Regions from separate parts of the Mus musculus genome. Here region 1 is linked to region 2. The links are chromatin contacts, called in public Hi-C maps. All regions are on one chromosome and are shown on one strand. Each heading gives the region's core, a stretch centred on a gene start, on an enhancer-like site or on the middle of the called end of the contact. The rest is flanking DNA. Distances are from core to core; before and after follow the strand shown. Region 1 overlaps Gm26562 (a long non-coding RNA gene). Region 2 has its middle 4.7 kb from the start of Gm32740.

Region 1 (2,700 bases), core at 80-2,579, 330 kb after region 2:
ATGTTAAACCTCAGCCCAGAAACAGTCAAAATGGCGGGAGGAAGGAGCAGGTCTGGCTTAACAAAAAGACAAATGCAAGGCCCCGGGTGGAGCATGGGAGAGAAAGATGAGCTACATTGGTGGCTTGTAGGTGAGGTGCCATGTTGGGAGTTAGGACACCCACTCTCAGGCCTGCCTGTACCCCATCCCTTCTCACACCTAGCTTCAGAAGGCTGAGCCAGCCCTGGCAGCCTCTGAAGCCATGACACAAGAGCCCATGCTTCTCAAGTTCATGGGCCAGATCCTATGACTCAGGGCTCTGGGCAGGCCGAGCTTCCATATCCACGTCACCTCCTCCATCAGGACTTGGTGAGAAGGGGCCTCCCACAGTGACATCATAGAAGGAAGCAGGTGTCTTTCCACTCATCCCCTCCCCCAGGCCTGGAGTTTCTGGGACACAGAAGGGACTCTTAGCCCTGCCTCCTCCAGCCCCACGCAAAACATCTCCTGCCTCACCAGAGTGAGGGTCTGCCTGGGATGCCAAACAGCCTCGCCCTGACATAGTCTGTGGAAAAAGGAAAAATCTGCATCAAAAGAAGAAAGCTAGACCCTCAGCTCCAGGTTCACATGGCCCCATAGCACAACCATTGCTAAAGCTGTCACTTGTTCTATGTCATTTCATCTGTCCACAGTGGTAAAGAGACACGCCCAAGTGCCCATGGGCTCCAGCTTTGCGCATTTGTTCTGAGTCCTCTACCAGGTGCTGGCAGTTTGCAGAGATGAGTAACCTGAGGTCCTGCTTTAAAAAAAAAAAAAAAATACGAGGTTTGTATCCAAGATCCAACAACTGAGACTTTGGTCATGTGACCCTTGCCACCTCTGCATTCTCGTGTATAAAACGGACAAAATAAGCAGCAAGTTGTAAACGGGCTCCTGTAGGTAACTAATTTGGCACAGGATGACCATTCTCTAATTAATAAATATACACTTACGCGCGAGCCTGGGGAAGCCTCTGGAGTGAAACGCACTGCTAAGGGCTTGCTTCTGTAACACCAAGCCTGTCACACACAAAGCCTCTCGCCCCAGAATAAGATTTTTAAAAGAGAAAAAGAAGAAGAAAAAAAGCTTGTTCTTTCTCGTTTGGGTGATCGTTAGCAGCCTGACCTCGGAGGCATCCCACGCGCACTCTCTGTCCCCCTGACAGCCTGGCCCGCACCCCTCCCGGCCGGATGTGCGCGCAGAGGGCCGAGGTTGGGAGCGTTTCCGGGACGGCTGGGTCACAGTGTGGCTCTGCAGTGTCTGGCAGCCCCACCCTTCCTGGCAGCCAAACCTCCTCCTCCTCCGGCCTCTGAAAGCCTGCCAGCACCCGGGAGGGAGAGCAGGCCCTGGAGACACAAGGTCCAGCTTCGAGGGGAGGGCAGGAGCCCGCAGAGGGGACCTGGCGCTCCTCCCGCCCTCCTGACCTGCCACGCACACGCATCTTAACAAGTGCCGAGTGCTCCTCCTAGTGGAAAAGGAAGGATGCGCGACCCCGGCTTGCTGCCCTTCTCTGGGCTCCTTCCCAGGCCTGATAGATGGCCACACCAGCAAGTCTCACCCCACCTCACAGTGCCAAAGGCCCATTCATATCCAGTGCCATTTGAGTGTGGAACACTTTTAGGACCCATTTTACAGATGAGAACACTGAGTCGGTCTCAGGCCGAACTGCAACTGTTTTCTTTGCATCAGTGTGCTACTCTCAAAATTAACCACAAGCAAGACCTGTCTCATACCCATGGCCCATGCTTTTCCACCTGGTCACACACAGACGTCATACCATCTTGAGAACAGACCTGGATCTCTCTTTGCCCTCTGACCTTGATCACTAGAAACTGAGTGCTCTGGGGATATCCTGATTAAAAGCTTTTTGGCTGACTGATCACTGCTGCCCCTTCAGAGCCAGCCCCTCCCCTTCCAACAACCCACCTAACACCACCAAAGCAGGAGTCAGGGGCTTTCTGCTCACTGTGGGCAGAGTGAGTTCCAAAAGTTGCCTCTAGATAACTCTACCATACACCAGCTGCTTAGCCTGGTTCACAGGCTATAGGGAGTGGGGATTGTCTCCAGCCCTGTCCAAAGAAACCACAGAGGCCTTCAGGCTGTCCCCTGGAAAGTCTCCAAGCCCCTGTCCTCATCCCTGCCCATGGTGGAGAGAGGGCATTTTGGAGTAAGTCACTCATCAAAGAGGGGAGGTGACCCTTGTCCTGTTCAGAAACCGGCTGAATGAAGAAGCCACATGCTGCCTTGGGAATGTGTGTCCTGGGGAGCAGCCCTGGAGGTCTGGAGACCCTAGATGGGAGGTTCTTGGAAGCCACAGGAGGAGGAATGTCCGCTGCCCACCATCCCCAGCTGGGATCCTGTCACGGGACCGCCCTGGGCCTGAGCTCAAGGGCAGAGCAGGCAGGCAGTGAGCTGTGTTTTCTGGGAAGGCAGCCAGTCCTTGTTGCCCTCCGGCTTCCGGGCACTGAGAATGGTAGAGCAAGCACTGGCCGCCTCAGCTCCCTCCAGTCCAGGCTGAGTGGGCACACCCTACTTCTGGTGCCAGGGAGCCACAAACACTCAGCTCCTTGCTCTCGAGGGGAGGGGAGGCACAGTGGAGACTCAGAAACACAAAATGCAAGTCCCTGGTAGCCGATCCTAAGCGAGTCCTGACTCCTCTTCCTGGTTAAACTGTCTGAGGGC
Region 2 (2,700 bases), core at 154-2,653:
TAATAGAACACAATGTTGTATAGAAAATAGGGGAGGGGATTGAGCTGTTTGTAACAAAATTTGCAAAAGATTTTCGGCCTACAGTCAGACTCTTGTTCTGACTTTAAGATCATTGTACTTTTAATATGGAAGATAGGCCTGGAGAGATGGCTCAGTGGTTAAAAGCACTGACTATTCTTCCAGAGGTCCTGAGTTCAATTCCCAGCAACCACATGGTGGCTCACAACCATCTGTAATGGGATCCAATGCACTCTTCTGGTATGTCTGAAGGCAGTGATGGTGTACTCACATACATAAAACAAGTAAATAATGGTATAATATGGAAGATAGATCCATACTTAGAATTGTCACAGGATTTTATCATTTCTCTTATTCTCATCTCAATCTCAAATCACACAAGAAGAAAGAGGAAATCTACTCTCAATATCACGCCTGTGCCTTCAAACAACCACTGGAGTGCAGGCGCACACCTGCTAAGAGTCCTCCTCAGACAGTTCCCATGGCTCTGGCCGCCACCTCACAAATCTAGGTGCCGTAATGAGCCTTGCACATTTCCAAGAGCAAGCTTGCTTGCTCCCATTCAAAGGCTCGGATGTTTTCCTCTCTCCCATAATCCATTAATATATTTATGCCAAATTTGGAATTACACTGTAGAAGGAGGAGAGAGCCATACCAAGGACACGGCCACTCAACTCGAGTGTGCCTTTATTCCTTTCCACAGGCAAGATGCTTCTGGCTGGCCCACAGCTGAGTTCGCTCATTGTGCCAGGCAGCAGAGGCATCTGAACTAATTCCCCTCACTGCTAACTAGGCAAGTCAAGTTTAGGGAGCAGGGGTGGGGGTGGGGGGAAATTATATAATTTGAGTTAATTGGTTTGGGGCTACCCAAAGCCCCAGCTGTACTGAAGGGAATTGTTTGGTCTTCAAAACCCAATTAGAGTCATTCAGGAGATGTAAAATAGATTTTATTCTTCTCCTTGCCAAGCTGTTGTGAGGAGACTAGCCTCCATACCGTATAGGAAAATATCCTTTCATTATGGCTGCCCAAAGGCATCCTGAAAACAGGTAGATCCAAAGGCGTGGGGGCCAGCTACAAAGGAACACGCTAAGCAGCTCATTTCTTTTACAGGTTCAGGAATGCAGCTCGAGTGATAAGACAGGAACCTCAGTGACCCTTGAGGTCCCGTAAAATGTGTGCTCGATAATCAAATGCTTTGAAGAAACAACTCCATCTGTTCTTTTTTTTTTTTTTTTCCTAAGTAGAGATTGGCTGAATAGGTTTGAAGCTTTCAAGGTTGACTTTCCTAGATCTAAAATAACCACACGCGATATCCTTCGTTATGTGTAAGCGGTGGCCACAGAAATCAACTTTCAGCAACCACAGCGTGAGTTTCCATGTGGGCAGAGCATGAGAGCCATTGCATGGTGAAAGTGATTGGAAACACACTAGGTTTTTGATCCAACAGTTTATGCTTAAGACTGGTTTTCTATTATGACCCCAAAGATCATTCCTTTTTTATCTACGTAGTTATTTATTTCAATTTCTTTAGACAGTGTCTTACTATGTAGCCTTCGCTGGCCTGGAACTCCCTCTGTAGACTAGGCTGGCCTCTAACTCAAACAGATCCACCTATCTCTACCTCCTGAGTTCTGGGATTAAAGGCATTTACTACCACTCCTAGCCAAGATCATTCCTTTTTGTGGCAGGTCTATTTGACCTAAAAAGAAGCTAGAAGGAGAAGGCGATCTGTGGAAAGGTCCCTCCTTTGTTTAGAGTCATTGCTTGATGCAGCAGATGCACAAACTTTGCTCTTCCGTGAGAGAGCACTGTGTGCATAACACAGGAAAGGAAAGATCAAATCTTATCTTCAAAAGACTTTTAGTCTCACTAGAATGAGACCTACAGAAAGGCTGTATGTCTAAGAGTACTGACGCACATGGAGAATGAGCAAAAGCACAAAGATTTACTGGGAGATGTCTTAAGCCTATTGAGGTTGAAGGTGGGTCTTGAAAACTCAAGGGTGATCTTCAAAGCTGTGAGTGCAGATGACGGAAGACTCCCTGGCCACCATTCAAGACCCCTCCTGAGCTTCACTTGGTTGGGAAAATGTTTCCACCAAACAGAAGGAACAAGAGGAAAGAATAGATGAAGACAGGAAGTCTTCAAGAAATGTGGAAAGCATTGTGCAGTGCTATGAAAAAGCAACCACTGGGGGCATGCATCCTTAGCTGCTACATTTTAAAGATGAGGCCAGAGGATTCCAAGTCTGGGACTAGCCTCAGCTACACAAGGAGTTCAAAACTACTTGGGCTGCATGAGACCCTATCTGAGGAGGAGGAGGAGGAAGAGGAAGAAATGCAGCCAAGAATACTAGAATACATGCAGAAAACAATTGGAAATCACAACTGAGACTAGTTAAGGCCTGGTGTGCAGCAGTGTCTGACGCCTGGAAGGGAGGCAAAGACTGCAGACTCCCCATCCCAGACTTTGCCCAGTCCTCCCCTCCCTGAGCCAGTGTATCGGTGGTGTCCAGGTGCCACAAGTGGAGATTCAGAACATGGGACCACAATGTATTAAAAGTTATTATTTAGAAGCTAGCCCTTTAAGGGGACACTGAGCCCCATAGAGGAGTTAAGTACTTCCTTCTTGAGACAGGGATACATACCTATGTTCACCATATAGTAGGTATTCTGCCATCC

The links. Hi-C and Micro-C count contacts between places; a contact is called where the count stands out from the background.
Region 1: a Hi-C map of group 2 innate lymphoid cells shows a contact between it and region 2, with 2.9 times the contacts expected there. The contact joins two enhancer-like sites. A contact is called at or near these places in 2 of 39 promoter capture datasets (embryonic stem cells and liver), 3 of 15 datasets of contacts at CTCF or cohesin (the G1E-ER4 cell line, the NIH/3T3 cell line and large pre-B cells), 9 of 484 Hi-C or Micro-C datasets (the G1E-ER4 cell line, Sertoli cells, bone marrow-derived macrophages and 3 more), 11 of 115 datasets of contacts at active chromatin or transcription factors (bone marrow-derived macrophages, double positive thymocytes, embryonic midbrain and 6 more) and 2 of 9 other capture datasets (embryonic tail and liver).

What each region holds. Positions count from the first base shown.
Region 1 is chr16:30,186,817-30,189,516 of GRCm38.p6, forward strand. The region is part of intron 2 of Gm26562 (a long non-coding RNA gene); the gene reads right to left. Among named protein-coding and RNA genes, the nearest start is that of 1700025H01Rik, 4.4 kb to the right of the region's middle. Within about 2 kb of position 1,330, at least 330 of the 459 cell types and tissues checked have an H3K27ac peak or open chromatin away from gene starts, as enhancers often do. A contact at or near this core is called in group 2 innate lymphoid cells and regulatory T cell precursor, where this site is marked.
Region 2 is chr16:29,854,533-29,857,232 of GRCm38.p6, forward strand. No RefSeq gene overlaps it. Among named protein-coding and RNA genes, the nearest start is that of Gm32740, 4.7 kb to the right of the region's middle. Within about 2 kb of position 1,404, at least 11 of the 459 cell types and tissues checked have an H3K27ac peak or open chromatin away from gene starts, as enhancers often do. A contact at or near this core is called in group 2 innate lymphoid cells and regulatory T cell precursor, where this site is marked.